2 separate regions of the Cyprinus carpio genome follow, and region 1 is linked to region 2. Evidence: chromatin contacts called from public Hi-C data. All regions are on one chromosome and are shown on one strand. Each heading gives the region's core, a stretch centred on a gene start, on an enhancer-like site or on the middle of the called end of the contact. The rest is flanking DNA. Distances are from core to core; before and after follow the strand shown.

What was found. Hi-C and Micro-C count contacts between places; a contact is called where the count stands out from the background.
Region 1: a contact with region 2 is called in a Hi-C map of skeletal muscle, with 4 times the contacts expected there. The contact joins the promoter of LOC109055489 here to the promoter of LOC109113302 in region 2. A contact is called at or near these places in 7 of 8 Hi-C or Micro-C datasets (liver and skeletal muscle).

What each region holds. Positions count from the first base shown.
Region 1 is chrB20:10,171,678-10,176,423 of ASM1834038v1, reverse strand. LOC109055489 (biogenesis of lysosome-related organelles complex 1 subunit 2-like) reads left to right here and starts at 3,393. Exons shown (of 5, transcript XM_019072698.2): 1 at 3,393-3,571; 2 at 3,883-3,999; 3 at 4,092-4,211; 4 at 4,609-4,713. The coding sequence starts at 3,427. It overlaps LOC109086120 (ubiquitin carboxyl-terminal hydrolase 24-like), which reads right to left and starts at 2,453. Exons shown (of 68, transcript XM_042747039.1): 1 at 1,976-2,453. The coding sequence starts at 2,257.
Region 2 is chrB20:9,943,970-9,948,685 of ASM1834038v1, reverse strand. LOC109113302 (5'-AMP-activated protein kinase catalytic subunit alpha-2-like) reads left to right here and starts at 3,413. Exons shown (of 9, transcript XM_042746433.1): 1 at 3,413-3,722. The coding sequence starts at 3,578. It overlaps LOC109113303 (phospholipid phosphatase 3-like), which reads right to left. Exons shown (of 8, transcript XM_042746436.1): 2 at 1-516.

The DNA.
Region 1 (4,746 bases), core at 2,144-4,643, 230 kb before region 2:
ATGCCATAAACAGGTTGCATCCGAAAAGGAAAGCACTTCAAATTTCTTCCACTACATGCAGCATCATCATAAACTGCAGTATGAAGAGTAGGGCTTAGGGCTGTTCAATTGTCGATTATTCCCCTGAAATTGTAATTCCGATTATTAATTCTGATTATCACAATTTACACTGAATGATGTTTATACCATTGTTTGATGCAACTGCGTGCTGTATTTTTACTAATCAGACTCGTTTCGGATTGGTTTCTTCTTTAAATTATAAAAGAATATAAATATGGATGGTATTATAATGTTGTACTAAAACTAAAACAATGGAAAAACCCTTAAGATAACATGTAGAAAGAAAAAAGCGTATCTTAAGCGTGCAGAATAACATAAGTGGACTTTGAATGATTAAATTGCCGCTTTGAACGATTAGGTAATTTGTAATTATGGCATCCATAATTGTAATCGCGATTACAAATTCGATTAATTGTACAGTAGTGGTCGACCGATACATAGCAAAGGCCGATATATCGGCCGATATTTGGCATTTTTCAAATATCGGCATCGGCCGATAAGTTTTTCTGCTTGGCCGATGTGTTTGTTTAAATATTTAAAACATATTTAAATGGCTCTTTCATACAGGCTGAAGTCAGATCTGACTGCACTGAGCCACAGGGTGATTTATAATCACAGCACTTAGTTTTCATCTCTGACTGCGGTTGACCAACAGGTCAAAGAATCCATGAGGAAATCAGTGAAAGAAACACTGCAACAGTTGGGCAATATATCAGACTCAGTGACCTCATATCAGACAAGCTTTACACATAACTAATACTGTTTATCCCAGGGTTTCTGCAGGTTTTACAAAAGTAAATGTAAAAGTTTTTAAGATTTAAGTAATGCAGCAATGCTTTAAAGTTTGAAAATGCAACTTCCAACATGTCTCTATTACTTTTTAATTTTTTTATTAGAATAAAAAATAAAAATGTATGGCTTTTTGTCATCCACTGACTAGTCAATGAAAATATCTTTTACTGTACCTTCTGATCACACTGCAAAAATCAACGTAATTTATTGGAAAAACAAGTTTTCATAACCCGTTGGCAATATTTGCTTGTTTTAAACATAAATGTTGTTACACCTTTCAGAAAACAGGACTTAAAGACATTTTAATGTTAAGGATATTTCGATAATTGTATTGAGTAAAATAATCATTTTTTTGAAGCACATGCAACATTTAATGCCATCATGTCATGATTTTCTGTTTCAATTCAAGACCTTTTTAGTCCTCAATTTGTGGAATAGTGAATTAAGATCTCGTTAAAACCCGCCAGAAAGCTTGTATCATAATCCAGACAAATAATAATTTGAGACCTGTGGGAATGCAGACTCCAAGCACAATAGCACACAAAAGTGAATTCATATTCACATGCTAATAAACAGCAGCTCCTCACAGTCTGTTTGATTTAACCCAGTGATCCTGTTCAATATTAGCTTCACTGCAGGGATAATATAACAGATGACATGCTGTAGTCTAATGACACCCGATGGTTCAACAAACTCACATGAGAATCATCAGCCACACGTTTTCCTAACAGTTAGTAAGACAGACATTAGTTTAATAATTGATCAAGAGGAAGCACTGACCATTGGCTGAACCCTTCCCTATCAACACGCAAATAAAAGCAAAGTAAACTCTAACAAGTCATGCGTTTAAATGCAATCTACGACACCCATCCCCCAAGACCCTTCAACTTCTGCTGAATTCATTCGTAGCCTGCTAACGCATGCATAAAGAACGCAATGTTAAGAAATAATATCTTGACATCCTCGTCAGGTGTCGCAAGCGCATGCACAACAGGTAATGCATGCTTATGCAGACGCGATAAAGGCGTGCGCGCGCCTTTCCCTCCGGTTTTTGACAGCCCCGGTGGTTCCGCCTCAAGCAGCCGTGCGAATGATCCCAAATGCATGCGTTTCATAATCATACCTCACTTTCCACGACATCGTGATACGCAGGCGGAGGATCAAACCCTCCGGTGCCCGTGCGCCCGCTGCTCTCGCCGTCTCCGCTGAGGCCGGAGCCCGGGGAAGGGCCGCTTTCCATCGGCTCGTAGCCGTATCCGAGTCCCGGGCTTTCGTTGGTGAGCAGCGCGACAGCCTCGTTGATGTCGTTTTTGGCCAAGCGCAGGGCTTTCCGGATGGCCACCGGGTCTGGGAAGCCCATGCATAACAGCGTGGTCATGTGCTGCTCCTCCTCTGTCTCCATCATGGAAGTATGTCGATGATCCGGGCTTCAGGAAGGGGGCACACAGCACAGGCATCCGGCTGTGCACGCCGCCATGTTTACAGTCGCTGGTGCTGCTGGTATCCCGTCAGAGGCAGAGCGCAGCGGGCTGAGAGCGGGCCACGCCAAGCCTGTGAAGCGGGCGACGACAATGGATCGCTAGATGGGTGTAGACGGGAATACTTTTCAAAATAAAGGCCAAATAAAAAAAAAAACCGCATTCATGCTACTACTACTACACATAAATGACACTAGAAGTAAAATGCATGTATATAAAAACTAATGATATCTAAAAAGAAAACAATACAAGTAAATTAATAATACAAAAAGTAAATACATATATGTATGTATAATACATGTATTTATATTATTTATATTGACTTATATGTATAATAATTTTCACACACATATGAACGATCCCTGATCATTCATATGTGTGTGAAAATTATTAAAATATGACTCAATATGTACTATATAATAAATAGTACACTTTTTACAATAATATAATACAAAAGTATTATATAATGTATTTTAAAGCAGTTTATTTATTGATTAGTTATTTATTAGTTTATTTTATCAGCTTATTGTGCATCACATGAATGGGTTTGAATTTAATTTAATTTAAAATGAATTATCTCGACTCTCTCTCTCTCTCTCTCTCTCTCTCTCTCTCTCTCTCTCTCTCTCTCTCTCTCTCTATATATATATATATATATATATAGCATTTAGAATCCACACAAAATGCACAAAAATACATGAAAAAAATCTTTATTATTTTGAAATCACTCGGCCGGAAGCTCGTTATTCTTTGCTTCACTCTTTTTAAATTGGCAGCCCCACCCATATCTGTATATGAAACATGTGTTTTTTTAATCTACACTTTATTAATTATAATCCTTAATGATACACCTTTAGATTTCACATCTCGTATTTAGGAACTGTATCTGACATGCTTGTCAAAAAGAGTATAAAATCTGACTACTTCATCCTTTTTAACATATTCAAGTAACGCTTAATTAAAAAAATATATATCATATCAGTTTCGTTTCACCAGATTTAAAAAACGATTCGGTTTTATTTCCCTGCATAAGAAAAAAAGACAGAAACGAGGAGTCACGTGAAACTGGTTGGTCATGTGATCATGTGATGTGAAAATGGCAGCCACGGGGGACGAGGCCGCGGCGATGGAGAGCATCAGTAAAGCACCGGTTCCCCCGACCGATCTCACCCTCACCGCCGAACCCGAGCACAAGACAGATGCGACAGAGAACCAAAAAGCCAAAAGACCCAGTAATAACAGTAAGCTGTTTTGTAAACAGATCAGTCTGTGTGCAAGTCACTGCATCTACTACGATTCTGTCAGCTTCGTGCTGCTATTGGTCCTGTTGTGTTTGTGGTTTATTTTTGAGTTAATGCAACCTGTTCTGGAGTATTGGACTTGTCCTGTTTCCAAAGAGAATGATGCGTTTTGTGAACATTTGTAACTAGACTGTCTGTGTCTCAAAACCCAGTAAGCTTTCTACCTAGTTTGCACTTTTGGGCATCAAATACATTTAGGTAGGCAGCTCACTAGTTTTCGGGACGCTAAAAGTGTCTGCTGTCTGTAACAGATGACGGAGGAGTGGAGACGGCGGAGGAGGCCACTGAACCCGCTGAACCTGATATCAATGCGCTCTGCAGAGACATGTTTGACAAAATGTCAGTTTTCTTACAGGGAGAGCTCACCGGTAATGATCATAAAAGAACAATAATTAATATAGCTCTCTCTCTTTTAATTTATATATAGACTTTGTGTGTAATTTTTGTTCTGTTTCCTCAGCGACCTGTGAGGACTACAAACTCCTGGAGAACATGAACAAACTCACCAGTCTGAAGTACATGGAGATGAAGGACATATCCATCAACATCAGCCGCAATCTACAAGATCTCAACCAGAAGTGTGAGAAACGGGGCAGCAATATAGAAAACTAGTTAACACGGTGTTCAAAGTACACTTATCTTAGTGTTTTTATTAGTGCTGTCCAACGATTAATCGTATCCAAAATAAAAGTTTTTGTGTACACAATATATGCATGTGTACTGTGTATATTTATTATGTATATATAAATACACACACACGCATGTATATATTTCAGAAAAATATGTTGTTTATATATTAAATATATTTATATATAACATAATTTATATGTATATAAATATAACTTTGATTTTGAATGCGATTAATTGCGATAAATCGTTTGACAGCACTAGTTTTAATAACATTGTGATTGGCTAGAAAGTGAGTATTAAAGCCATAAATTGATCATCTTAAATTATGTTCTCATTTTTGGCTTTAGATGCCAGTTTGCAGCCTTATCTGGATCAGATTAACCAGATCGAGGAGCAGGTTACGGCTCTGGAACAGGCTGCTTATAAACTAGACACCTATTCAAAGAAACTGGGTGAGTACAAAAACCAGCAACTCCGTGGAAAAC
Region 2 (4,716 bases), core at 2,164-4,663:
CTCCTGATGTCTCTCTCCTAAAATCCGAGACTGACTGCAGCGGTTCGTTTCAGTGGGTCTTGTCAACAAGGACGTGTCGTATAAAGTTTGAGGGAGTTAAAGTCCCGGCTAAAGTGAGAAGATGTCTTGAAAAGTTAATGAAAACAATGAGTTGTCCGTGCAATCAAGCCCATTCAACTTCGTCCGGTGAAGCCGCAGTGTCACGGAGCAGCGCCGCTCTGAATGAAGAGTCGTGTTGGGTCGGTTAGTGAGTTGTGATCTAGTTCTACGCTACTTGAAGGTTTGAGCGGCGTTTAAAACTTAGGAGATCAGCTCCTGTTTATGAATCCTCCTCTGGTCTCCACCTCTTTCCCCTCAGTAAGTAAGCGCTCGGCTCAGCCCCTTTCTCCTGTCCCGAGCCGCGCTGAATGAAGCCCCCTCAGCTCTCCAGACACGCGCGCTCACACACAGCGAGCTGCACCGCCCCCAGCGGCCGCTGCTGGAAACACACCGTGACCAGACACTTCTCTCATTCACCTACATGGAAGAAATGCAGAGGCTTAAATGGACCAGAAAGGTTGTGGTTTTGATTTTGATTTTTTAGGTTTTGTGGTAAATTTTCAGATGGTCCATTTCACATTACTTCAGTGTTGTCCTAAATTGATGGGTTTTAGTTTATTACCATTTGTCTGCTATTATTTATTTAGTTAGTTGACTGAAAACACATTCAATTTAAATGATATGAAATCTAAAGGACAGGGAAAGGCTGCAAAAGAAGCAGTCATTAAAAATGGAAGCATGGTAGAAGTTCATCTTTTTGCAGGACAATGATCCCACCCATAAAGATTAAATTAACATTTGAATAGCAACAGAACAATGAGGAAAACGGCCTACAATGGCTGTGTCAAAGATCTGACCTCAATCCAATAGACCTAGAGGATCTAGGCACTATATATAAGATAATTGTTGTGCTCAAGAATCAGTTGACTAACCTGCAGGAAACCTAAAATAAATAGATAAATAATAAATAGCCTACCTCTTGCAATTCTCATACTATTGCAGCAAGAAGTGCCTTAAACACTTGCCTTTTTTCTTTTTCCGGATATAATCTAATATAGCCACATATGTATTTTTTAACATAACATGTATAATCCAATAATATTACATAAGCTTTTATTTATTTAAGGTATTAACACAACTAAAAAATTCCATAAACTCAGCACAAATGAAACAATACAATCTAGAACTAAAAAACAATAGATACTCAAACAAATTCCATCAACCCCACAAAAACTTCAAATTATACTTTTGCATGTCTACTTAATCGCACAGATGATTCAGGTCAGCACCATTGTTTTTCAACCACATTCCTGGAGCCCCACCAACACTTCACATTTTGCATGTCTACTTAATCGCACAGATGATTCAGGTCATCAGCTCATTAGACTCCAAGACCTGAAATAAGTGTGTCAGACTTAGGAGACATTTCTTCTAAAATTAGTGTTTTTTAAATCAGCTCCTATGTTTATGTTTAGTTATTTCAATTTAATGGCAAAGAAAAGAACCTATTCATTGCCATTAACCCTCTATGGTACAGAACTGCCATATGGAAACAATTAATTTCTACTTATTTCTTTGTTATTCTGAAAAAAAAAAATACAATATATTGCAATATGGTAATTAAAAGACCTGGCCTTAAGGTAGTCAATGATGTGCTGCTTTTAAGTCAATTGACATTTAAATGTTCATTCCTAAACACCTTTTCCCACTGGTCACCCTCACATGGAGGACACCTGTTGAAGTGCTCCAGAAATGGCTCTGTTAACCTTATTTCTTCGCATCTCTTCTTGCATCATCTTTGGTTAGTAAATTACATTTTGTTATTCGCAAATCAACACTGTCTAACCTTTTTTTTTTTACTGTAAATTGAGAAAATATCAGTATTAACACCCTGGCAACTCTGTACCACTACGGAAAAATAGGCATGTTGCTATGTGGCAACTCTGTATCACAGTGGATTTGAAGTAATTTATTCCCCATTGGGATTATTTATAGATCGTAAGATCAGTGATATGATTGCAGTTATTTATTTGAATTGTTTATTGTAGTATAGTTGTACTGATGTATGAATAAGAAAATTACTTATTCTTTTCAGAAAATGAATACAGCAATATTTCACGAAAAGGGCAACAGGAAGAGTGCAGAGTTCCATGTGATGACAATGAAGATGAGTTGGCCTTCAGTGACTGTAATGATGAGTGTATGTGTGTGTTGGCAGATTTAATGGAAATTAAGATTGGATGCATCAATTTCTAAAAGAAATGTGCATTTCAATTGAAAAGAAAATCATAATTTAATGGTACACTTTCAGAGTTCCATGTGATGACAATGACATAATGCATATTGCATACAATATACATACAAAATAAAATTAAAGAAAAAACACATAAAATACAAACATAAGGAGCCTGATAAAAATGCTAATTTTAGAAGAAAATTGCAAACGGTGCTTAGAGGCTTTTGGATCTGAACTATACTGAACATATATATGTATGTACAATGTATGACTTAAAAGATATTTTGGAGGGCAGTGGTTTACTGGGACAAAAAGATTAAGCTAAAACTAAAGTTTATATCACTTATAAGAATAATTTCAGATTACTCTGTTCAATTTATTTTGATTCAACACATTTGCTTACTAATAGATATTAACTAATAAAACACTATTAAAATTAATACTGGTACTACATGAACTCAAAATGAAGACTGACCTTGATTTTGTCTGATTTTATGAAGGTTTTCATAAATGTATTAAAGCGCACAAAGCTGTGAAATCTTAACATTTCCTTCTGTCATTACGGTATATGTTTTTTAAAGACATATTTCATATTTTCATTTTTAAAGACATATATTATATTATTTTACTCTTTGAAGTAATGTGTTCTTATTGATATAAATGGTCATAAATGTCCAGTAAATGTAATGTCATAATGTTATAATGTCATAATGTTGTAATGTCATAATAATGGTTAGTTAGGGTAATCAAATTTTTTTTTAAAAAAAGGGGGGGGGGGGGGGGTTAATGGTATGTAGTAGGGAGGGTAATCAAATTTAAAAAAAAAAAGGGGGGGGGGGGGTTAGTTACTTGGCATTAACTGAAATTAAACAAAGGAACTAATAAAATAATAATAATAATAATAAAAAGAATAACATAGGCTAAGCAGCTAATATCAAAAACCTTGAACTTATTTCATTACTGCTAGTTGCATTTCTCAATTTCATTTAACTTTGACAATAAAACCAATTCAAAATATTAATAAAACTATAATAGCATCTTAACTGTAACAGTAAGCTAAACACTGATAATGTGGAAATGTTGCTATATTTAACTGTAGGTAAGTTGTGACGTGCAGGCTAGTGTATGTGAGGTCTCGTGCTAATAAGCAGTGAGGGGAATAGGCTACTTGTTTACCTAAACCGCCCACTTTCCCAGCAGTTAACGCCTTATCAGAGAGCTGTGTGTTTGTGTACAGTTTACAGAGTCTCCCTGAAGCTGAATTCAGATCAGCACTTAGAGGGGTTTACAGCTCGCTACCTCATGTGCTCAATCCCGCCTTCTGTAAAGCAGCCCAGGATCTCACATAGTAAAATGGCTGAAAAGCAGAAACACGAAGGCAGGGTAAAGATAGGACACTACATCCTCGGAGACACTCTGGGAGTCGGGACATTTGGAAAAGTGAAGAGTTAAGTCTATTCATTTACTATACGGGTTTGAATGTTGCGTGGAACGGAAGCACTATCGTATGTTTTCGGGGCTGTTAGTGCTGAACTTGCCGGCGGACGTTGTGCGCAATTTACGTAGCGTAGATTGCGTAGGAAGCACCTCCGCTAACGTCCTCCAGGCGCACAGAGTGCGTATGCTGTTAGTGAATACAACGCAGAGCTGGAAATTCTTTTAGCACCACAGTAGACGCTACACTTGCAGTCTTGTTTGTGTAAATGTTTAGTATAACAACATTTGGGAAACGAACTCGTATTTTGGTAATATTTAGGGCTCGCTTACTTACGCCTTCTCAATATTTGGTATTTTACAAATTTTACTGCATTGTCATCTTCACTGAAGTGCGATCAGTCATTGAGCTGCGCTGTTAACATGTTATTTGCATAAATTTCCAGCACCTAAATTGTTTAATCTTTAAAACGTTTGTCTCAAACGTGTATTGTTCTGATTATTGTATAAGCAGCACCGGGATACATGTTGTAGTTAGTATATTTTAACTGCAGTGCCGCTTTGACCTTGCAGTCATTTTTCTATTCTAAGCGCGTGTGGGAATGCCGCTCATTTTGGGAATGACCTTTCGCACGGATAAAACCCGGTGTTTGAGCTTTTCCTGGGCATTATTAAAGTAAAACATTATTTTTATATATGCATTTTTATTAAATGCACTCATGGGATGTAACATTTCAGAGAAACGCACACAAGCTATCAAATAAATAAATAAATAAATAATCCACCATAATACTGAAACCAGTTTATTAACAGTTTGAAAACGGTTTCTTCCTTGTCTTTAAAGACTGAGGGCCCTGCAGCTATGAATATAGCCCCTTAAACTCCCTCCATACTGCATGCTTAGGGTGTCAGTGTACTTAAATATCCACAGGGAAGCAGATTTGTTTGCAAGAGATCCTCCAACTTTTAGTAGACATGTAGACTGTGGGTGCAAGTCTATCAACTGA